Regions from separate parts of the Sus scrofa genome. Here region 2 is linked to region 1. The links are chromatin contacts, called in public Hi-C maps. All regions are on one chromosome and are shown on one strand. Each heading gives the region's core, a stretch centred on a gene start, on an enhancer-like site or on the middle of the called end of the contact. The rest is flanking DNA. Distances are from core to core; before and after follow the strand shown.

Evidence for each region. Hi-C and Micro-C count contacts between places; a contact is called where the count stands out from the background.
Region 2: a contact with region 1 is called in a Hi-C map of skeletal muscle, with 4 times the contacts expected there. The contact joins two enhancer-like sites. A contact is called at or near these places in 16 of 47 Hi-C or Micro-C datasets (adipose tissue, alveolar macrophages, brain and 8 more) and 1 of 2 datasets of contacts at active chromatin or transcription factors (skeletal muscle).

Annotation. Positions count from the first base shown.
Region 1 is chr13:45,931,000-45,937,673 of Sscrofa11.1, reverse strand. All of the region lies in intron 2 of PRICKLE2 (prickle-like protein 2), which reads left to right. Among named protein-coding and RNA genes, the nearest start is that of PRICKLE2, 34 kb to the left of the region's middle. Within about 2 kb of position 5,298, at least 12 of the 83 cell types and tissues checked have an H3K27ac peak or open chromatin away from gene starts, as enhancers often do. A contact at or near this core is called in adipose tissue, skeletal muscle and subcutaneous adipose tissue, where this site is marked.
Region 2 is chr13:45,985,728-45,992,794 of Sscrofa11.1, reverse strand. All of the region lies in intron 1 of LOC110256262 (a long non-coding RNA gene), which reads left to right. Among named protein-coding and RNA genes, the nearest start is that of PRICKLE2, 21 kb to the right of the region's middle. Within about 2 kb of position 2,249, at least 8 of the 83 cell types and tissues checked have an H3K27ac peak or open chromatin away from gene starts, as enhancers often do. A contact at or near this core is called in adipose tissue, skeletal muscle and subcutaneous adipose tissue, where this site is marked.

The DNA.
Region 1 (6,674 bases), core at 4,049-6,548:
ACCTTCCTGATCTTACTGCTTCACCTGTACATGAGGACCGTTACAGGCTTTAACTAAGAGGAATTTTTTGAGGTGTATGGAGTTGTGTGAGGATTAAATGAGATCATACATTAATGAGCTTAGAAAAGTACCTGGCACATGTGAAATTAAATTCTTCCATAAAGGCTAATTACCACACCTGACTAATAGAAGTATTTAATAAATGTTAATTTTTGTTGTTTTTAAGCCTCTAGGCTCAGAACTATTTGTTGGTTCTCATTATTGAGTGCCTGTCTTTAATATTATCTGGTAATGGCTACTCCTTGGAGCTAAACATCTAATTGCACAGGGAAAGCTTTTTAATGATGATGCCTAATAAACGTAGAACCTCTTTTTAATCTGTTGACTCATTCACTGCACAATTAGTTCTCTTTTGATTTTTGTTTCCTGCCATGGTAGATAGAGTCTATGAAAAGAGGTCTGCCTATTTTGTTTCTTCAAAACCGTATTTTTTCTCTTGGCCTGGCATTCACACCTCACTACCTAAAATTTAAAGGAAAAAAAAAAAAAGATATTTCAGAGAGTCATTTTAACATCATCCACTTGAAAAGGAAAAATTTGCTGTTAGACATCCAATTTAGACTATTATGAAAGATTATCTCTAAAAAATGAAATGTGTTCACCTAAAAGATTTAAAAGGATATTACTTTCACTTTAACTGAAATAACAGCGGTGCTTTTTTTAATTAGATTTTTTTAACTCCCAAATTTCTCAGACTGGGATGGAAAAGGTCAAGATAGTTTCTAAAGAAAGCGAGACTAAGTTTTAATTTTTCTCACTTTATAATCACATTCTTTTTTTTTTTAGCTTCTCAGGAGCTGACATTCTAAAAATAATCCTGTGTTGGTTTATAGGCTTCATCTGTCTGGCCTAGGATGATTTTTTTTTTTTTTTGAAGATGTTATCACTGCATTTGGTTTCCAGTGATAATCTACGTGGACTTAGAAGAATTCCCCCAGCAAAATCTGGTGAGGTCAGCCAGGGCAGATGTTTAACATTTCGGCAACTTATCTCCTTGTTTGTTTAGCATTTCTTAGCCTTTGAAGCTTCCCATAAATAGTCATGAAGTTATCACAGAGGAAATCAGCTAAGATGAATTGATGTTATTCCCCAATGTGGGTCCAGTGCCAGGAGCTGGCTGGTGTTTGAGGAAGATGGTGGTAGGCCCTCCTCGTTGCCTCATAAACTGCACCATTAGTGGTACTCTTGCTGGCTATCCCTGGTGGACCTCTAATAAGCCTATTGAATTTTTATTTCATCCTGGTGTGGAGCGGAATATAAATTAGTAAACAGAAAAGCTCTATCTCTAAACTACAGAGGCAATTTACCAGTTAGATGGATGCTTCCTGTGAAGGTTGGGGGTTAAGTCTGTGCTTCTGAAATAGTCCCCTGAACACGTGCACACATTTTGATGCTACCATCAGTTACCTAAGGAATTCCAAGTAGAAAAATATACCAGCCTCAGTGGACTGGTTAATGATGCTCACTACCTAATTTGCTTTAACTATAGAGGCTGAAACATGGCAATTAGGATGCTCTTCATGGAAAGTCCTGCCTACAGCATCCTGTCAGCTCCAGAAAATGAGGATGACGGAGCTCTTGGTGGAAGATAAAGCATTAAACAGGCCTTTGGAAGGATCTAATCTTTTCTCCTGACCCGTCAACTCCTCTTGTAGTCTGAATGAAGACAGTGTGGGCTTGAATCTTTGAGCCAATCCTGGAGTTCCCATAGTGACACAGCAGGAATAAATCTAACTAGTATCCATGAGGATGCAGGTTTGATCCCTGGCCTCGCTCAGTAGGTAGGGGATCCAGCGTTGCCCTGAGCTGTGATGTAGGTCACAGATGCAGCTAAGATCCTGTGTGGCTGTGGCATAGGCTGGCAGCTAAGGCTTAGATTCCATCCCTACCCTGGGAACTTCCATATGCTGTGGGTGTGGCCCTTAAATTAAAAAAAAAAAGTCAGTCCTTCAGACTGAGTGACTGACTTGAAATTGAGGGATTGGAAAAAAAACAAAAGATTTCTGCATTTGGAGGCTGGGCAATGCTGAATACCTGAAACAGGGATGCCAGGAAGGGGAAGAGCACAGAACTGGGTGGGGGGCGAGGGGGAGAGGAGTAGTTCTAAGTTCTGATGAGATGGGGGTGAGTGGCTCGGGGGAGATTCTCATGGAGTTGTTCTGGAGGCTTATCCTAGATGCAGGCTTAAGAATATGGTTGGGGCTTCAGATAAAGATATTATCAGTCACTTGTATTTAGGTAATTGAGGTTGGGTAATTAAAGCCATGGGAGCAACATCACCAGGAGAAGGTACAGATATTGTACCTCAAGTTAAGAAAAGTATAGGCATGGGTAAAGAATTGCATTTGCCTGGGAATAACACAGACACCTCCCCTCCACCCCACCAAAACAAAAGTCAGCATAAGTGAATTAGGAGTTTTATTTTTAATACATGGTGAGGAATACTGAGTTGGGGCCTTCAGGGGTAGGATGCCAGCTCAGTGCTGTGACCCAAGACATATGCTTCTCTTCTCCAGGGCATCCACCCTTAGCATGTACTCTTGTCCTCAAGAGAACCTGATGGCTTTTCTTGCCCCGCCCCCCAATCCCCACCCTGAACAATGACCATATTCAAGGGAGGAAGACAGGGGAGGGGAGGAGGAAAAGTGTTATTTCAAATGAAGTAGCCTCCTTTCATGGAAGGTCCACCCATGACTTCTGTGCACATCACATGACCATCACTTCTTACATGGGAAGTTAGGAATTGTGGTTGTTGAACAAGATTCATTGCCATCCTGGAGTTTCCATTGTGGCTCAGTTGGTGAAGGACCTGGTATGGCTGCAAGCTGTGCTATATAGAGGTTACAGATGTGGCTCCGGTCCATTGTTGTCGTGGCTGTGGCATAAGCCTCACCCTTTTGGCAGAACTGTGGCAGGTGAGTTTCTGTTGGACCAACATATCTTTGTGGGAAAGACAGAGTGAAAGAGAAGGAATTTAGATGTATGGACAGTTTGCTTGTCATTCTATACATGGTGCCTAATCCCAGCATGAACTGAAGAGGAAGGACATGAATCTCCTGGTTCTTGTTGGTTCCAGCTTCTAAGTGCCTCCCATGGTGGGCTTTTTGCCATGTGAGTGAGATGGTAGTATTTAAAGAGACCACTTTTTAATGCACTATGGTGCTTTGGTGCAAGCCCGTAACTTTCTCAGGCCCTCAAATGAAGCAGCAGCATTCTCTGTCAACACTGGAGGAAAAGTGGTTGGCTGGGATAAACCAGGAGAGATGGTTACCATTTTCCATGATAGCACCTTTCTCAAATGTGTTAGGAAGAGTAATTGTACTCTGTATCACTTTATCTTAACCTCGGTACCACTGATATTTTGAACTGAATGATTATTTTTTTGTGGCGAGCTGTCTTCTGCCTTGTAGGATATTTAGCAGCAATCCCTGACCTCTGCCTGTCAGATACTCATTGTAACAACCCAGAATATCATTGGGCATTGTCACATGTGCCCTGGGGGCAGATCACCCCCAGTTGAGAAACCCTATTCTCTTTGATCTGACTTTGTTTGCTGACCTCAAAACCTAAGCCCCGTCTAAGATGTTAACTCCAGTCCATATTTTTTCTAGCTTATTGAGGTACAGTTGATACATAATATTTCCTGTCCATAATTAGGAAACTCCTGTAAATCTGCTAAAGATGGGATATTTGGACCTTAGAAAAATACTATGCCTTGATATTGGGTAGACACAATTAGAATCTGCCTGTAACATTCCGTTAAATCATTTATCCATTAAATATTGAGTGCTAACCATGTGTAGGGCACTGAACCCAGGCCCATGTACAGCAGGGTAAAGCATACCCTGCCCTCATGAAACTTCTACTCTACTTCTTTGTGCTCATGAAGCATCAAATTATAGATTTAATTGCAGCAAGTGCTCTACAGAGAAGGATAGGATGGCCTGTCCAAGCTTCAGGGACTGGAGTAAGAGACATTTTATCATTTAGTCTGAAAGATAACTAAGTGATAGGTGGGTGAGGGGGTGAGAGCATCCTGGGCAGAGAGAACTGCATGTGCAAAAGCCCTGAGGCAGGAAGGAATGTGACATATTTGATGGATAGAAAACCAGTACAGCTGATGTGCAGGAGACAAGGCAGAGACTGATGAAGTGGAAGGAAGAATGCCTGGACCAGACCTTCATGAGAATCGAGGATTTTATCATGAGTAGTGGGAGGCCATTGAATAATTTTACACAGAGAAGTTAAGATTGGATTTGTGCTTTAAAAGAGCAATCTGTATATGTGCAGGTCCAGCAAGCACAGGTTTCTTTCCAGACCCTAGGGATTGATCTTGTTCCATGTCAGGCAACTCTGGCGGAGTCCTTTGAGGTTATCACAACCATCAGTGCCAGCACCCATCTTTCATCCACCCTACCTAATTTGGAAGCTTTTAAAACTTTAAATAACAGAAGCAATTTCTGTTCGTGTTCTCCCTTTGTTGTCCTTCTTTAAACCATGAGTGAAGGCTGGGCTCACATATCTGAAAACCCCAGAGAAGAAAATGATTTCCATAGCAGCTGTAACCATGGGAAACCTTGAAAATAGCTCTCGTTCCTATATTCCACTCTGCTCTCTTCATTGGTTGGCTAGAAATGAGGGCTCACATTGTGGTGGTGTTCTTTTTGTCAAAACCCATGTGGAGAAGAGCCTTCTTTTCACTTCCGTGTACATTTATCATAGCTTGAGCATCAAAGGATGGCCTAATTGGGATGAGGAAGAAAAGATGGAGCCACTAGGATACATTCACTTGTTCATAAGCTAGAAATGCTCAAGTGGAATGTTGTTGATTTAGGACATGAGATTTCTGGTTTTTCTTCCTCTTGCTTGTTTCCTCCCAAGGAAGCATGATAGGACCTAGTAGAGCTTCTCTGAGAGTGATTAGGAGCAAATAGTTTGGCTTTTTTTTTTTTTGTCTTTCTCAGACACTTGAACATGATTTTTATCAGTGTCTTTTCCATTACATTCTCACGGGCTTTTGGTAACAAGCCATCTCTTTGTCACTTCAGAGAGAGGCTCGAAATGCTTCCAGAAACACACACTTCCCCTCTGGAGAGTTGCTTTCGTAAAAATCGGGGCATATTTTGGCCTGAATCTCTAATCCAGTGCCTCTTTTTTTGCAGGGAGGGGGGCAGTGGAGGCGCAGGCCAGAAATGGGCTGGTCACTGTTTGTCCTGATGAACTGATTTTCACAAAATGAAGGCATGACAGTGAATCAGAAGTGACTGCTGTACAAGTTAATCAGGAGACTGGAACATATGAGGATAGTGTTTGCTTTTGGAATTTGGCCAGGCCACTGGAAGAGATTCAGGAGGAGAGCTGAGAAAGGAAATATGAAGTTCAGGCAAGGTCGTTACGTACATTGTCATTTCAAAAACATGGGGGAACCATGTTGAGAAATGCATGGCTGAAGTTAAACCAGCTGCTGGCAGCTTTTATGTTCCCAGCTTTCCTGGGTCACCACAGATAATAAAACAACTTCCCCAAGATCTCTGCATGTCTGATGGAACACTGAGGAGATTTCCTTTAGGCAACATCTTATCTGAAAAGAGCGGCATCCTTTTACCTCCGGAACCTACTGTATAACAAGAAATAATGACTATTTGTCGGGCTGGGCTTAGGGTCCATTGTTGTACTTTGAGGTTTGTGTTTGCAGACAAGGCGCTCAGGACCTGGCTGTTGATTAGATTGGTGATGCAGCAATTTGCAAGATTGACCCTGGTCCAAGAACTTGGCCTGGCCTTGAAGAGTTTTCATGTTGATATTCACGGCCCTGATGAGAGTACACTTGTGAAAATGAAACAGGACAATCTATGCAGTGTGCTTAGCAGATGTGCCATCAATGTTAGGTCTCGTCTCTTATTAAACTTGTATAAGGACAATCTTTTTCTCTTTTTTCTTTTAAAAAGTTTTATTGAAATATAGTTAATTTATAAGGTTGTGATAATTTCTGCTGTATAGCAAAGTGACCCAGTCATACATATATCTATTCTCGCTCAGATTCTTTTCCCACATAGACGACCACAGAATACTGGGTAGAGGTCTTTCTGCTATATAGCAGGTCTAAGGATGACCTTGAGACATTTGAATCTTTTTAACCAAATCACATTGGGAGGGGGCATGTTGAAATGTTGTCAACGTCTTCAGTTTGCCATGAAGTGAATGGCGTGTCATCACATTGGAGGCCTAGGATGGTGACAGTGCCTTGAGTTTCTGGCTTGCTCTCAAGATGGGCTAGCCTGAAAACCACCTTTTCTCTCAAAACAGTCCCCAGAGTGAAGCATTGGTCAGCTTGCCCCGCTAGTGTGCTGTGGCCTCTCAGGTGCCGAGATTGGCTGGTTACCACCTAAGACGCTGGTGCCCATGCTTCAGAGACCTACTGCCCAAAGCTGCCTATTACCGTGTTTCTCCTATTCAGAAGTCATTAGTTGTTAAATAGCAAGTGCCACTCTGCTCTCTGAGACTATAGTTTGGCTCACTGAAAGTTTTTCCTGTATATGTTCATCTTTCAAGCATACTTTGAGAAATTTTTAGAAGCAAGATTTCTCTTCTTCAAAGACCTGATAGCTCAATTC
Region 2 (7,067 bases), core at 1,000-3,499, 58 kb before region 1:
AACTCTTGCTTTGCTCTATTTTCTGGTGGCTTCACGCAGATGAGCTTGTCCCATCATGTGGTAAAGTGGCCACCAGGGAAGGCAGCTTATGCTGTGGGATTGATGGCAAGAAGTTTCCCAATCTAGCACCCTTCCTACATGCCACTGACTTTGCACCCACTCCTGATGTTGGGTGTAACTATATGATCTCTTTTGGCCAAAAGAATATGCTTGGAAATGACAGTGCATCAGTTCCAAGTCTCACCCTTAAAAAAAACTGCCTGCTTTCATTTGCCTTTCTCTTGTTCTTCTGGAACCACCATGAGAACATGCCCCAGTTAGCCAGAGGGTCCTGGAAGGAAAAATAAGACTTTTAGGGCAGAGCTGGCTCACTGACCACAGACATGAGCTGGAAGTGGAAGCATGCCAGCCAACCTGCAGACCTGTCAGTGTGACAATCAACACTTACTGTTGTGCTACCCGGGACACCTGGGCCATGAGAGGGTCTGTGATGCAGATTTGTAACCATAGCTGAGGGATGCAAAAGCTATTCTCCCAGCAACTGCCCCCAGAAGAAACATTTTCCTTCCTGAGGGTTCCAGCAAAAATCTAAAAAAAATCTGAGGGTTGATTTCAGTTGGCCAGAATTATGTCTAATCCTAGTGCTGGGTAAAGTTGGAAAAAGAAGAATCTAGAACCAAGATTTAATTTGCTGAAAGTGAAGAAGTGGTGGTCCACCATGAGAAAATCATGCTACTGTGGCCAGAAGAAGGTAGAAAGGATGCTGGGCAAACAGAGTTACTGACTCTCAATACCCCATCCCTGAAGGGTCTGTAGAAACCTGTGTCCATTGCTCCATATTAAGCCAGGAACCAGCCTTATTCATGTCTACACCTGTCTGTGTAGGGTGAAAGTCAACTCAAACTAAAAAATCAGTTGGCCAGGGGATGGAGACCCAGGACACAGCATTTGGTGAGCCACCCAGGTTGATATGATCTCGTTCCTCACTTCTGTCCCCTTCCAGGCTGGAATGGGGAAAATGGCTTCAGACCATGGGCAGGCTACTACTTGGCAACTTGCCCTCCTTCCCCATGATGCCAGCTTAACTGGAGGTAAAAAGCAGTAGCTGGAATAATTGCTGCTTCCACACCTGGACCTGATTTAGAGCCATTCTTTCTTGCCAGCCCTGCTCCTCAATTGCACTCATGGGGCTCTAATCTCTAGCGGGTTCATGCCCTGCTGCCTCTCTGTCTTTGAGGGAGAATTAAACCAAATTGGAAGCATGACATGCAATAAATATTACCACCATGGCCTGGTTTCATGGGGTCATTCAATTCTTGCTAAATATCAGTTAAAATTAAGATGAATTAAAAACTCTAGTGGTTATGGTTTGCTTCCTTCCTCAAAATCTCACCTTCTACCTTGACCTTTTCCCTGCTCTCTTTAGTTCTGCTATCTTTAAGGAATGGCGTTTGGCTCCAAGATATTCCTGGGGTATTTTTGATGCCTAATACACTGGAAAATAAAAAAACCTAATTTCTGTCTCCTTCAGATGGTATCCTACCCCAAAGCTACAGGACAGTCCATGCTTTCTCCAAGGCTTCTATCATGGAGATGCACTTCACTATGTAAAGGGAAGGCTATGCTTTCTCTACTCCCATTACTCCTCGAGCTGCACTCCACCCCCTTCAACCCTCCTTTCAATACCAAACTTCCCCATGGGGTTGGGAGAAAATGTTTGGGAGAAAATGTTTAGAAGAAGGTCCAGGTCGGGGAAAGCAAACACTGGTCCATGCATTCGCTCTGATTACAAGGTTAAGGGTAAGACAATAGCTCTTGTGAACACAAGCAGGCAGCGTTCAATGCAGCTTTCTTCCCCTCCTCAATGCAGCTTTGATCCAGTTAGGGCTATCCAGGAGGAATTTCACTGTAACTGAGACAGCCCAACCTGGGAACCATGTCTCATTCTGGAGGGGCAGTGCCCCTTGTGATTTGGGAGGTTATCAGGATTGAGCTAGGACCATTCCATGAAGCACTCCCACCCTACCAGGACCTCCACCCCTGCCCCTCCCGCCCCCAAGCCCAATCAAATTCATAACAGAGTTTGCTGTAGGTATGATGGCTGGTGCCGGTTATTAAACTGTTGTCTTGAAGCTTCAAAGTCTCTGCAGTTTGGTGATATGGTCGCTAGAACTGCCATTTCTGCCAGCCAGCTGGTGCCATGCTATGTTCTGCCACTAGGAGGCGCCGGAGGAGGGAGCTGCAAAGCTGGAGTTGGGAGAAGGGACTTTCCTTCCAGTTGCCACAGGCTTCCTTCTGGCAGAGTCTTCTGTGTCAGTCTCTAGCTTTTTTCAACACTCCCGTTGCCAGCCTCTTCCTCATTTCTCTGCCCTACAATTTGCAAAACCCTCCTGCTTTAAAAACAACCACCTCTGGGTTTTTCAAGCAATCCTGGCTCTCTATGTAGTCTCGCTCAGGACAAAGAAGAGAAACATCAACAGCTGGTCCATTAGGGGTGGGGTCTCTGCCTGCAGAAAGATCCAATTTCTTCCCAGAGCGGGTGGATACAGCTAAGAAGATAAAAAATGACCTTTCACCTTCAGGAACAGTAATGTAAGATTAATTTGAGACTTTGAAACTAATGAGTTGGCTCATCTTGGTGCAGCACCAGTGAATCACAGGACATTTGCAGAGCCAGCAACCCAGACATCTTTTTCCTCAGATGGGGCTGGGGAAGGAGGAACGATAAGAAATAAATTTATCTTTAAAAACAAAGCTCAGAGGAGAGATATCCCCATAAAGCTCTATTAGAGGAAAGGGTGGGGAAGAGAGGGTGTGCAAATTCTGTACCTTTAATCAGCTTAGCTTTTCACTGTCAATGGCTGAAGCACTCAGACAGGCGAGAGTGAGGTAGTTAAATCCATGAATGTGAAATGGATCCCTTGGGGTCTAGGCATGATCTGTGACTTTCTAGCTGTGTGATCTTGGACGGGGTTTTCAACTGCGTCTCAGGGAGGTTTGGGTTAGAAAGTGCATGGAAAGCGCCTGTGTTCAGGCCAGGAATCTGGTAATTTTGCATTTTTGATGATGATCGAGGGAGGCAGGAACAACTCGAGGGTGTCTCATCCATGCAGCGGGAAGTCTGAGGTTTCTGTCTGCCAAGAGGAAATGTCTAAGAGCAGAAGACAAAAGCAGAATCTGGCTGATGCACATCATGGGGAAACTGGTTTCAGCATCACCCAAGGGAAAAACGGTCTCACAGGCTAGCTGATCAACAAAGGGAATAGCAGCCGGGGGAGGCAGTGAGTGCCCCATCCTTGGAAGTATGCAAGCAGGAGCTCTTTCCACTATATTAAAGGATAGTTTGGGTTATCTCTAAGGATCCTTCTTCCTGTTCACATTCCAGATCTTCCATTTGATAACGCGTTGCCTGGGGTTTCAGAGCCAGGGTTGCCTTCTCTGTGATTCAGGCTGATGGTGGTACCGGCCTCCCTGTTACAATTGCTTTCTCTGTTTTCTCTGTGCCTTCCCTTCCGCAAACTGGGGATCAAGATGGGCTGAGTAGTGTGTTCTGGGGCATATCAAAAGGAGGGAGAGAATATATAGACACTGCCTTGAAAAAAACTCAAGCAGGTAGTGAGGGAGACAGACAGATGAGCAAAGCATGATAGAACAATTCCACAGATGTGCTGACAGAGCTATACATTGAGTATTCTGGGAGCCCAGAGGAGGGGCATCTAGCTCAGCAGGGGTGAAGTGGGGAAGGGGTGTCAGAGAAAGCTTCCCAATGGAGAGACTGCAAGAATTTAATGGTGGGAATGTGTGATTTGGAAGCAGAATAAACAGTATGACCAAAGCCCCCAGGGCAAGAAATGGTGGGACATACAGAGCACTGGACTGAAGGCAGTGCTGGTGGGATGCAAAACCTGAAGCGAACCTGATGGGAAATGATGAAGAGGTAGCCAGCAGGGATGGAAGCCCTCAGCTTCCATGCTAAGGAATGTGAACTTGGATCCTGTAAGTGATGAAATGTCACTAGCTGGTTTCAATTAATTGGCATATTCTTGTCTCTGTTTTTTTTTCGTTTTGTTTTGTTTTAGTTTTGGTTTTTTGTCTTTTTAGGGCCGTACCATACCTGTGGCATATGGAAGTTCCCAGGTTAGGGGTCAAATCAGAGCTGCAGCTGCCGGCGTACACCATAGCCACGCCAGATCCAAGCTGCATGTGCAACCTATACCACAGTTCATGGCAATGCCAGATTCTTAACCCACTGAGTGAAGCCAGAAATAAAACTCCTGTCCTCATGGATACCAGCTGGGTTCATTACTGCTGAGCCCCAATGGGAACTTGAGTTTTCTGTTTTGGAGACACCTCTTTGGCGCCTATGAGGCAGATAAATTAGTATACAACAAAGCTGGATCATCAGTTGGCTGACTGTTGAACCCTGCAAGTCATCTAAGCCAGGAGTGGCAATGCCAGGGACCCTGCCTCTGGTGGCATTTTGGTGAGAATCAACTGGTAGGATGTCCAGGGAAGTTTCTAGTAAAACATGAACTGCTTCCCAAATACACAGGATCATTATAACGATGATCTCTCTATAAAACTTTGGTTCGGGGGGCCATCGCATAAGCTGAGTCCCCTCATCCCTTTACCAATAAAAGCCATACCTGTGACCCAAACCAGTATAAATTGTACTTGTGCTTAACAAGAGTCTTTAAGAAGGTAATGAAACCATTGGCTTGAGAATAATTTTGCAGATGCTTCTGCAATACAAAGTTTTCCATTCCAAGATGAAGTTATGGTGCTGCAGGGAAGAACAGGGTTGAAGGAGGCGAGGGAATCTAAGCACAAGATTAGATTTCACGCGGGCTAACGAAGAGGGCAGACAATGGTTATGGTCTTTAAATAAAACTTCCAATGGGTCTGGCACAAGAGGGCACTGGAGATGGGCCCACCCGTCTCAGATTTGCTGAACCACTTTTGCAGACAGCTGGAGATTTACCAGAATATTTTGGACCTTGTAGATGTGCTCTGGAATGCAGTGGCTTAGAGAAGGTGAGAGGAGTTTCTCTTAAGCAAGTGTGGTGTCTGCTTCTCGCGCTGTTTATGGCAGAGCTGAAAATTGTCTTCAAAATTAACAATAGATGTGCATAAATCTTCTTCAGTTACCTAGCAACTAATACAAGACAGCACAGAGGTTCTCAGGGCTAGGGGGAGGTAAACCTGTTTTTGGAGTATCTAGGAGCATTTTTGTGATACTTGGGGATTTGGGGGAGGAAAAGAAAGAAAATTAACATGACTAATTAAATGTTTGAGTTTCTTTGATTCTTTCTCTTTTATTTCTTATAAAAACTGAATCAGATAACAAAAACCTTTCCTAAATGAGGTTTCTAGCAAAGTAAGGGTCTATGAAGACCGAATAATTTCTGATGCCTCTTCTGAAGCTAAATTGTTGGCTCTACACTAGCTCTGTGATCACATGTATAAAATAAGAGGTCAGATTAGGGGAACTGTAACATTTCACTTACATTTCTAGGACGTATGGGGTGATAGAGTTTTTAGATTTCAATGTGTTGAATCAAAAGTAGGTGTTCTGAGTCACAGTGGATTTTTTAAAAAGGAAAAGGTGTGAAAACAATGAAGTCATGAGGCATGAGCCTTAGACACACACACCCACATATTTCTGTGCATATGTATACATATGTGTGAGTATTTTATTTATAAAAATTAGTTTCTACAGGAGTTCCTGTTGTGGCTCAGTGGGTTAAGAACCCGACTAGTATCCATAAGGATGTGGGTGTGATCCCTGGCTTTGCTCAGTGGGTTTAGGAACCAGTGTTACTGTGAGCTGCCATGTAGGTCACAGACGTGGCTCAGATCTGGCCTTGCTATGGCTGAGGTATAGACCAGCAGCTGTAGCTCCAGTCTGACCTCTAGCCTAGGAACTTTCATATGCTGCAGGTGCGGCTCTAAAAAGACCAAAAAAAAAAAAAAAAAAAAAAAACCAAAAAAAAAGAAAGAAAATTAGTTTCTACATTAAGGGTTAGGTTTACAAATTCAATGCTACAGAGCCTTCAGGTGACACAGATGAGCTCTGTGGCCAGAGACCTGAATGAGCTGGGCATCTGGGCAGTGCTTGGTGTCTCCGTCAGAACCCAACCAGAAAGCCAGAAATTCAGAGCTCGTGTAGCATCTCCTAATTTTAAAAATATTGACAACTAATTTGAAGTTCTAAAAAACATTCCGCGGGCAAAGCAAGTTTGCCCTCAAGCAAAAAGCTCTGAGCACTAAGTTCTCTTTTTAAAAGGTGTATGGTTGCTCACAACCCACTTTATCTGACAGGGTGGAGATCAGCTTGCCCAGGCCCTGGGCTAATAGGGTTCAACCACTGCCTCTGAAGGCTCAAAATCCTCCCAAAGGTGGGTATTACTAATGACAGGACTCTTTACCGTTATTCAAATATGAGGTTATGCTGAGGCCCACAAACGTCAAGGTCATGCTGAAGATGACTCAGCTCCTGAGTCCTAAGCCTTCATAGCAGTCCCGTTTCTCTGCATCTACAGCTGCCTATTCTGTGGATATAACTCCACTGGAATAAAAGGCCATGGTGGGGGCAATTTTTGCTTTGTTTTTTGTCTTTTTAGGGCTGCACCCGAGGCATATGGAGGTTCCCAGGCTAGGCGTTGGATCGGAGCTATGGCTGCCAGCCTACGACAGCCACAGCAACACGGGATCTGAGCTGCATCTGTGACCTACACCGAAGCTCACAGCAACACTGGATACTTAACCCACTGAGCAAGGCCAGGGATCGAACCTGCGTCCTCATGAATACTAGTCAGATTTGATTCCTCTGAGCCATGACAAGAACTCACTGTTATTTTTATAAGTAAAAAAATAGTTGGGTTTTTTGGTAGGAAAAAAATTGTTTTAATAGAATTTCTCTTAAGAAGAGTTAGGAAGCTGTGTGTGTTTGCTAGAGCTGCCCTAAGAAAGTACCACAAACTAGGTGGCTTAAACAACAGAAGTTTATTTTTTCATGATTCTGGAGGCTAGAGGTCAAAGATCAAGGTGTCGGCAGGATTGGTTGT